Regions from separate parts of the Zea mays genome. Here region 1 is linked to region 2. A link is a contact called in public Hi-C data. All regions are on one chromosome and are shown on one strand. The core of a region is the stretch at or near the end of the contact, and the rest is flanking DNA. Distances in the headings are between cores, read along the strand shown.

Region 1 (4,984 bases), core at 1,366-3,865, 160 kb after region 2:
GACCCGGTCTTCGTGACCACCTCAACGGGGAGTAGGTTTGCAAGAACCGAACCTCGGTAAAACAAATCATCGTGTCTCGCTCTTTATTTGCTCACGATTTGTTTTGCGCCCTCTCTCTCAGACTCGTTTGTATTTCTAACGCTAACCCGGCTTGTAGTTGTGCTTAAGTTTATAAATTTCAGATTCGCCCTATTCACCCCCCCTCTAGGCGACTTTCAGTGCACCAGACTGTCCGGTGAGCCAACGGCCGCCAGCGCAACGGTCGGCCGCTGAATCCGCGGGCGACGCGTGGCTCACGCCAACTGTCGGCTGGGGGCACCGGACAGTCCGGTGTGCACCGGACAGTGTCCGGTGCGCCAACCAGCCCAAAGTTGCAATGGTCGGCTGCGTCAGGAATGGAAGGAAATCGCGCACCGGACATGAACAGTGGCTGTCCGGTGGCACACCGGACTGTCCGGTGCGCCACCCGACAGAAGGCAAGATTTGCCTTCCAAGAATGCCTCCAACGGCTCCTAGCTGCCTTGGGGCTATAAAAGGGACCCCTAGGCGCATGGAGGAGTTATCCAAGCATACTTTGAGCATTCTAAGTCTTCCACACTCCGTCTTCGCGCACTTGATTGACTGTGTTAGTGATTTGAGCTCCGTTCTTGTAGTGAACTCGTTGTGCTTCATTTTGAGCTCAAGTCTTGGCTTGTGTGCGTGCATATTGCTGCGGATTTGTGTGTGTTGCTTCCCATCCTTACTCTTGTGCTTTCACCGTGATCTTTATTGTAAGGGCGAGAGACTCCAACTTGTGGAGATTCCTCGCGAACGGGAAAAGAGATAAGCAAAGAAAAGTCGTGGTATTCAAGTTGATCATTGGATCACTTGAAAGGGGTTGAGTGCAACCCTCGTCCATTGGGACGCCACAACGTGGAGGTAGGCAAGTGTTATACTTGTCGAACCACGGGATAAACTCGCGTGTCTTTTGTGATTGTTTTTCTGTGATACTTGTGTTCGCAAGAGCTCGCTACTTAGCCATACTAACACTTAACCAAGTTTTGTGGCTATTAGTTATTGAATATTATAGGATCACCTATTCACCCCCCTCTAGGTGCTCTCAATACCAGCTACAGGGGCTCGGCCACGCCTCCTCAATGTACACAACAAACCCTGACACTCCTAGAGGTCCTCCTTGAAGATATAAATAGGGACGTCCAGGGCTTCAAGCAGCAGGGGCGAACACTTCACGGTTTTCTCCTCCACCGCGATATTGGCACTTGCCTCAACTAACCTCAGGGACTTGGGATCCTTCCCTCTCCCAACCAGCTTGTACTCCCTACTGTAAGCACTTAGGTGTATGAAATATAAGTCTCGTCCCCCTCTGCTGGAAGTAGGACCTTCTCTTGCCCGAACCAGGATAAAGACTTGTGTCACCTTGCATCACCCATCTGGATCAGGACACACAACAACATTTTACTAGTTGGTAGGATCCTCGGGCCAAAACACTGACACATAGTATTTTTTACACCACTCTTAGTAATACGTGTTTGAAGACAAAGTATTTCACACCGTATTATTTAGTATACATGTGTAAGGCTAATCATAGACATTTTTTGGGTTGGGGTGAAGTTTCAAATACTCAAAATAGTATGGTATCTACAAAACCATAATATTCAAAATAGAGTTTTTTTACAATGTAGCCTAACACCTTTTGGCAAAAACTACTATGATATTTGTGATAGCTTGGCCCACAGTGGATGGTGATATTTTGGCCCAAGGCTTAATAGAATTAATATAGTACTCATACCAACAACTTGAAAAGAACCTCCGGGTTAAGAGTGCTTGACCTAGAGAAATCTTGAAATTGGTGATCGATCGAGAAGTTTTCTCGGGTGCACATGAGCGAGGACAAAGTGCGTATAAAAGACTCGTGTTGGTCTTTGGGGATGATATATAATCCTAGAGATCTACCAGGAGTAAGTACCACCGGTCCGGGAGTAGACGGGGTTTTACAAATGGTATTAGAGCTGACTCTCGCGGTTTCACGAGCGTGTGTGGGCTAGGGGTTCAGGTATATGGCGCATGTCACATGTGGGGCCAGAGTGGTCACATGGTATGCCATATGACGACACTGCACATACAGACATGACCAAGAGGGAAGGTTCCTAACTTAGTGTTGACCGACGAGGACGTCGATTTTCTAATGGGGTGGATTGTGATATCCTAGGCCCTGTGTTGGTGATATACTGGTTCAATAATTAATAGAATTTTTAGAGTACTCATACCAATATGGTGTATTTTTCAGAAGCCTATTTCGAAAGAACCTCCAAGTTAAACGTGCTAGGCCTAGAGAAATCATAGGATGGATGACCGACCGGAAAGTTTTCCCGGATGTGCATGAGTGAGGACAAAGCGCACACAAAAGACTTGTGTTGATCTTTAGGGACGATATAGACTCTCTAGGCATAAGTACCGCCGGTCCGTTAGTGGACAATGCGTTACATTATTTTCCAATATCATGGTTTTACCTCAAAATTTTAAAAATATTTTGCTTCCAAACACTTTTAATATTTTGTTGATACTATAAAATATACTTATTTTTTAATTATAAGGCATTTTTTGAGATGCTATATAGACACACTCTTTTAATGGTAAAATGCCAATTTTTCTCAAACCGAAACCCGTCCAAATCATCGTCTGTTTCCCCTCCCCAGTCTCCACCACTCCCCCTGCCGCCCCAATCGTAAACCCTAGCCGCGCCTGAGCGTGAGACATCCACGTCGCAGCCATGGGCGCCAGCCGGAAGCTGCAGGGCGAGATCGACCGCGTCCTTAAGAAGGTCCAGGAGGGCGTCGACGTCTTCGACAGCATCTGGAACAAGGCATCCCCCCCCCCCCCCCCCCCCCCCCCCCCCCCCCCCTCCCCTCCGTTTACCTGAACCCGCCGGATTTTTTTCTCTCACGAATTTTGTTGACGTTTTTTTTGTTTCGGGGGCAGGTCTACGACACCGAGAATGCGAACCAGAAGGAGAAGTTCGAGGCAGACCTCAAGAAGGAGATCAAAAAGCTACAGCGCTACAGGGACCAGATCAAGACGTGGATCCAGTCTAGCGAGATCAAGGACAAGAAGGTGAGGATTACTTCGAGTCCTTTACCCTCCCCTGGCAAGCCTTTATGTCCTGCACGTGGAAGGACATGATTGTTTGTGATGCAATGCTGCTGCTGTTTGCTGACTTTGTGCTGTGATCAATGTGTCATTATGCTGTCCTCTTTAGTTGAGTGCTCGGTAGAAGGCCGTCTTGAACAAGTTATGTTGTGTGTGTGGTGTGACACTGGTGGTGATCAGTGGGCAGGGACCTTGGCTGGAGAATGGTTCTGTCATTTGGTGATGATTCGAGTGATACAGTGTAGGCATAACTGGTGATGTTGTCAGTTTCATATGTATGAATGTATCCTCTCTGGGTAAGGGGTTCAGAGGTTTTTGATGTTACTGTTAATACTGCGGCTCATTCTTTTGCTCTTTTTTTGGTGTTGCTAGCTATTCCGATATCTAGATTCTCCTGCAATAACGATGCTAGACGGCTCTGTTAACATGCTGAGCATTTGGATTTTGTTTTTAGCATGCTTTTCCATCACCAAGATCATCTGCATTCCATGGGCTACATTGTTCCCACCACTAGATGCCACTTGCAATGCAAAGTTGTTGGGATGCAATATGTAGTACCTCTTTGGGCAGTTTAATTTGTGAAAGTAGATGAGACTTAGCAATGTGGCTTTGAGATTGCTCTTCAAGTCCACTCAGTCCATTTTTTCTATGTGCCTGGGATATTTTGATATCTAATGTTTAATGCACTATGCATTTGCCTTTATCTGTTGTATTTGGCAAGAATAGTCCATCTGGGTAGTTTATAACAAAAAAAAATGGATGTGATATGCTCCTTCAGGCTAGGCTAGCTGGTCTATTTAGAATTCGTTTGATGAGCTAGACTTCATTGCATTGCATTCTTATTGAAATTCGGAAAGCATGCCTGTGCCTGAATTGAGTTTGCAGATAGGCGCATTTATTTAAAGAACATAAGAGTGATAGTGAATCATTATTTTTTAGCGAAGTTTATGAAGTATTGCTGCTGATATATATGAAGAACTTGCGGTTTCTATGTATGATATATGCTTTCTTTGTACAACACAAACCAACACGAGCTGCAGTGGTTAGAGGCGAGTGCTCTCTTCCTAGAGACCATGATTCGAATCCTGGCAGCTGCAATCTTTTAGAGTTGTTTGCCTCTTGTTGCGATTGGTACTTGTATTTTATTTTAACCATCCAAAATATCAATGTGAAGTATATATTACTGGTGACCCGAATAAAAATGTTCTATGTTGCTGAAGTTTTGTGGTATGATTCCTAAAAAATATTGACAATAGTTGTTTGCATATCTCAGTGGCTTTTCTTGCTGTAGTAATGCTTTTATTTATCTGATATATTATTAGCTTGCCAAATGCAGATAACTTTTAAGTTTACGTACCTTACTGTTCTGGTTTTAATTGATTGTGATATATGTTGACATAGGTTAGTGCCTCTTATGAGCAGGCTCTGATGGATGCCCGAAAGCAGATTGAACGAGAGATGGAACGATTTAAAGTATGTGAGAAGGAAACAAAAACTAAGGCCTTCTCAAAAGAAGGGTTAGGTCAGCAACCAAAAACAGTAAGCACTTGGACTTTTTTGTTTGTGCTACCGTACTTTCCTGGCTTCATGTACATGTTTCGAGTTGTTTATATAACATCCCTGTTCTAAGAACGAGGTCACTGTTTCAAAATTATTTTTTGCTATTTTTCTTTTAGCCTTGTAAGAGTATGTTTGAAGGGTAGGCCTGGTGTAGTAGTGAGAGCTTCTCACTGAGTTCGCGGGTTCGAAGCAGCCTCTCTGCATTTGCGGGATGAAGGCTTGCCTCCGGCACTGGGTCTGCCCTTGTAAGAGTATGTTTCTTAGATGTACGATCTTT
Region 2 (5,330 bases), core at 2,728-5,227:
ACGACGACGATGACGACGACGACGACGCTGGCGCTGGCGCTGGCGCCGCAGGACAGGTGGAGATTGGACCGTCTCAGTTGCAGGATGCTCCTACAACTCAGCCATCACAGCTGACACCACGTAGAAGGCGTCCACGAGACCCTTACACTCCAGGCACCGACGCTCTTGGGGCCAAGGGCAAGGGTAAGACTAGGAGGAAATGAATACTTTTGTGATATGGACTGTGTGATTTGGACTCATGCTGGAGACGTTGTAATATGAACTATGTTATGTGTTTTGGACTATGTGTTGGGGAACTTGTATTTTGGACTTTGTTTGTGGACATTATATGAAGAACTATGTTCTGTGGATGTTTTTATATTCGATGTTATTTTGTGATGTATTATATGTTGAAATGCTTATATGTCTTATAATATGTGATTATTTGAACTGTGGTTGTTAATAAAACAAGGGGAACTCTTGCAAAATTTTTTTGTGAACTGTAAAAAACATAATAAGCAATAAGTAACGCATCTTTAGAGTTCTAAATTATTTTTGATACGTAAATACTACATAATAGGCTACAATTCTTCAGTCTGAATCACAATCTATGAGTAACTCATCTTCGGAGTCATCCGTCGCGCAATCCTCAACAACAACTTCATTCCACTTGCTGCATTGTCCTGCATCACACTTGTCACCAGTTCTTTTGTAATAATTGGCTTCTGCTTCATCTGCAGCTTGGGAGAATAAATTGTACTAACATAATTATAATATCATTTATCTCACTTACTTCCCTTGAGGCGATCAGCAAGATTATCCAACATCTGTTTCTCGGCTTGAGCCGCTTCCCATTCCCTTGCATCCTGTGCTCTCTTCTCATCTGCCGCCTTCAACCTCCTATACTCTGCACGCTTCGGGCTATCATAAAAGGCAGATTTTGCTTCCCTACGCATGTCGCGTATGCGATCGTTAATGTACGAATCAACGAGTCGAGATCCACAACGCATCTTCTGTCCCATTATTCTCTTGGACTCTATTGTGCGCATCACCTCTCCTTTGTCGTCGTAACTCTCCCAACTGCATTTCCTCGTCTCCTACAAAAAAATAGTAAGTACCGCTATAACATTACATCTGGTGCAAAAGAAATACCAACCTCATCGTAATCGACCATATGTCCACAAAAATATCCAACGCCAAGCTCCGAAGGAACTAATCCATACTTAGCTTCAATACCACATTTGCAGAGTACTGGATCAAATTTGACCTCTTCTGCCGCCCACCCCATGTATCTCTTTTCCTTTACCTCTGGCTCTGGCTCTGGCCAATGGGACAAAGGACCATACAACCACTCTCTGAAACGACACTTACGCCACCCGTATGGCTGCAAGAGAAAAAATTAGTAATTTATTGTAAATAAAAACTAGTTTATACATTTAGCGTATCAATGGGCTCACATAATCAATGTTCGGACAACAGAACTGCTTGTCATAGTCTTCGTCGATGACAGCACGGTCTCCACAATCGCATCGAGGCGGTGAGTCCATCCGTCTTTCTGTTGCTACCTCCTTCTCCTCATCCGTCATTGGTGGAGGATTCGGGGGAGGAGGTACCCAACACTTAAAACGCTCATGACTGGTCTTTCCACTCAACCAATTAACGAAAAGAAGATATCGAGGGTCAAATTTATCAGGACCATCGATCCACTGGAAAAAGAAACACTTCTGATGTCCCTAAAATAATGGAAAGATGCACTATTACATATCTACAAAAAAATGAATGCGAACAAAATTAAGTGATAAGTCATAAGCTACGTACGTCCAAAGTGCCACAAAGGTAGTAGCAGCGAGCAGCCGTGTCTGGATGTTGTGATTGATGTACCCAAGCCAGTCTGCCACAGTCACAGTTAGGCACGGGGAGTTCAGGAGGAACAGGAGCATCCTTACTAGATACGTCCGGATATAACTCCCGAGGACGACCTCTCTTCTGCCACAACGCCTCTCGGTACATGTCTTTCATCTAATAAACGATTATAATTATCACTTGTACCTATTATGCTTTATAATAAGTTTACACAAACTAATAATCGAAATGATAATATAATAGGTGTATACAAATTATTAAACTAAAAAACTAATATACAAAACGAATCAGTTCGAAATCATACCTTGGTCTACGAAGTGAACCAACTCAAATCTTTGAATCCAGGAAATTTTTACGAAGTTTGGAAATGGGATGAAATGAGCTGCTCTCGGCCAGCCGCGCGGGCGTTTTTATAGGAATTCGTAGCTCGGCGCCAAGATCTGTGGCGCCGAGCTACGAGGCCGCGCCGCCACCACGTCAGCGCCAGGTCAGCCCTGGACGCAGCTAGCCGTTGCGGCCACGTCACAGCTCGGCGCCATAGGCTGTGGCGCCGAGCTGTGTTAGCTCGGCGCCACAAGCTATGGCGCCGAGCTAAGGGTCCAAAACTGCATTTAAATTTTTTTTAGGTCTAAACGTAAATTTACTTCTGTTTAAGGGCTAAAATACAAAAAATTCGGGTTTATCTGCAGGATATAAAAGACTACCGGTCAAACTATTTGAAGGTTACAATATTTTTCAGATCAGATGGAGACGTCTGTGTAGGTGACGCCTCTTAATAGGGCGTACGGGGAGGGTCCCTGTGCTACCTACTCGCCGTCAACGACTTCCTCTTCGTCTTCAACTGCGGATGGACCGATCTCTGTGATACCTATCTCGCAAGAAAAAAAAGATAAGGAGAAAGAAAGAAATAAACAGCGCTTGAAGCGCGTCTTGGGGGCGTCGCCGCAGCAGCTAGGGCGAATGGAGTAGACGGTGTCTGGATCAATCCACATATCTAGATCATTGCAACAGCAGGCTAGGAGCCTCAGCCTCATCTTGACTTTCCCTCCAAATGCAATCAACGCAAACCAGCGGAATAGAAGAAGACGCCAGGATCAGGTGAAGCCCCTCGCGCTCGCCGTAGGATCGATTCTTAAGCCTAGAATACTAGTCCGTAACTAAAATCATCGATGACGAGTAGATCTGTTCTACTGAAAGGATTAGTGAAATATACTTCGTTGTTATTGTGTTGACGCGTCCTGGCGAGGTGATGGTGGAGAGTTGTCACTGTCGTCGGCGTCACCTCTATTGCCCTACAAAGGAGCAATAGGCATCGAAATCCGAGCCATCATTGGTTCTCGTTCATCGGTCACTCTAACACTTAGGCAACGGGGCCTCTATGTGGATTAGGGTTTAGGGCAAGATACTAGGTTTGGCTTTCCTGCGACCCCTTAATCCTTTATATAGCGTCGTGTGACCGGGGGCTCCAACCGAGATTAGCGTGGATCCTTCCAATCAAGGGTCTAGTTTAAGCATATAGATAATTAGGTTAAGCCCAATCCGATCTCTGATGACCGGCTGTAGAGGACACATCCAACAGGAAGATCACCTTGCATGCAAGCACTGGGCGAGGCAAATTCAAGAAAGGTTAGCTGTCACCTACTCCTCCTTTACAGTGACGCGACCAATGATGAGCACGCCCATTCATCGTCGGTACGTTGCTGCACCTATATCTTCCTGGCCCACACCCTGCATCAGATCCCATCCCCTCGCCGCAGGAATGCGGCAACGTATACACCCACATACCGACACGTCCGTCGACAGCCACAGAAACGCACGAACATCGTACTATTTTATATATTATTTGTTTGGTTTTAAGTCACCGCAACTTATCTAACTTTTTTAAACTAAGATAAGTTTTTTCAATTCGAGTGGCTAAATTTAATTGTGGCACCTAGCCATGCTCTACACGCTCCACTGGAAATTATATATTTACATATTATCGCCCCGCTCTATTTTTCTGCATAAAAATTGTAGAAATGTAAACAAGATTCTCGGTGAACAGTTGAACGCATCTGAATCTTGGCGAAAACATTCTATTTACATCCACAGTGTGCGCTCGATAGAGGTAAAAACAACATACACGTGTACCACTATAAAGAATTCTCCCAGTGTGCGCTGTTCTCAGAGCGAGCAATTTTCCAACAGATACGACACCAGACGAGAGGGAACCTCGAGCCAAGAAAGCGAGAGGGGGAAGCTGCGGCCGCCGGCCGAGCGAGCTCGCCGTCCCCATCCACCCCTCTCACTCTCCTCTTCCTCCTCTCTGTCTTTCGCTCCGTCCAGCCGCCGCGTAATCCGCGGAACCAGATGCCCTCATCCGCCCTCTGATCGAATCCCGCGAGAAAGGCCGGTTCTCTGTCCTGCCGTGCCGGCGATCTTGATGGCATTGGAGGCGGGGAGCAGCGGCTGCGGCGGGAGGGGATGGGGCGGCGGGTTCCGGAGCCTGATGCGGCGGAAGCAGGTGGACTCCGACCGGATCCGCGCCGAGGGCCAGCCGCAGCTCGCCAAGGAGCTCAACGTGCCGGAGCTGGTCGCCATCGGTGCGGTTTTTTCTTCGGTGTGATTCTGTGCTGTGCCAACTCGTTGTGTTTCGTGTTCTTGTACTGTATGGGCTTTCGTGGTTTTCAGATGCTGGTTGTTTTTGCGGGGTTTTAGCGAATTCTGGTCAGCACGCTGGCTTTGCCGTGGAATTTGCCAGGTGCAATTCACGTGCCATAATTTTCTTCACTATCGATATCGTAACTGGACGTATTTTTTTTGCCCTTTATGATATCTCCAGTGAGTAAATTGTACGGAGTATGTTCGTATCCTTTCCACACAACTGACAGTAAGAAATTATATCGGGGTGACATAAAAAGATTTTTATAACGCTTGTTATGACAGAATAAGTTACTAGATAGTAGAAGAGAATTTGCACAGTTTGTTAGTCTCTGTAATTCTGCTGAATTTCTGGACCAACGGAGCTGCTAAAATTATATGCATTGATTCATAGTACTCCTCTCACTTTCTTGGTTTTTATGTCTATATTTAAACGAATGATAATAAATTTAGACACATATACAAAATATATGCATCAAGAATTGTATAAACATACTAAATTTTTAAAACTACTACGCCATCTGTTCTTTTTTATTTACCACGTTTTAGTTTAAAAATAAACCGACGAACGATAAATATAAATATTTGAGAATGGAAGTAGTACTATTTAAGTCATGAATTGTCTCTGCAAGTTTTCATTGATTCTTTCTTTCAAAATTTGCGTACTGTGACCTGCGCTCTCTCTATTCAAGTAAAAATTTTTGATTTGTTATTCTCCTGTAATTTGGATGGCTGCATTGGTAGCGACTTGCTCTGTTTCTGTATTGTATAGTATAACTGCTTTTATTGGTCTTGGTTTCCTTGAACTTGTCCAGTTTTTTATTGGTGTTGATCTGACAAATTATTAT

Evidence for each region. A called contact is a pair of places that touch in the nucleus more often than the background predicts.
Region 1: a Hi-C map of tassel shows a contact between it and region 2, with 2.4 times the contacts expected there. The contact joins the promoter of LOC103643788 here to the promoter of LOC103643787 in region 2. A contact is called at or near these places in 2 of 25 Hi-C or Micro-C datasets (ear and tassel).

Annotation. Positions count from the first base shown.
Region 1 is chr1:266,241,655-266,246,638 of Zm-B73-REFERENCE-NAM-5.0, forward strand. It overlaps LOC103643788 (CCR4-NOT transcription complex subunit 3), which reads left to right and starts at 2,616. Exons shown (of 16, transcript XM_020546859.1): 1 at 2,616-2,863; 2 at 2,980-3,111; 3 at 4,570-4,686. The coding sequence starts at 2,771.
Region 2 is chr1:266,080,129-266,085,458 of Zm-B73-REFERENCE-NAM-5.0, forward strand. It overlaps LOC103643787 (cationic amino acid transporter 2, vacuolar), which reads left to right and starts at 3,978. Exons shown (of 14, transcript XM_008666951.3): 1 at 3,978-4,424. The coding sequence starts at 4,265.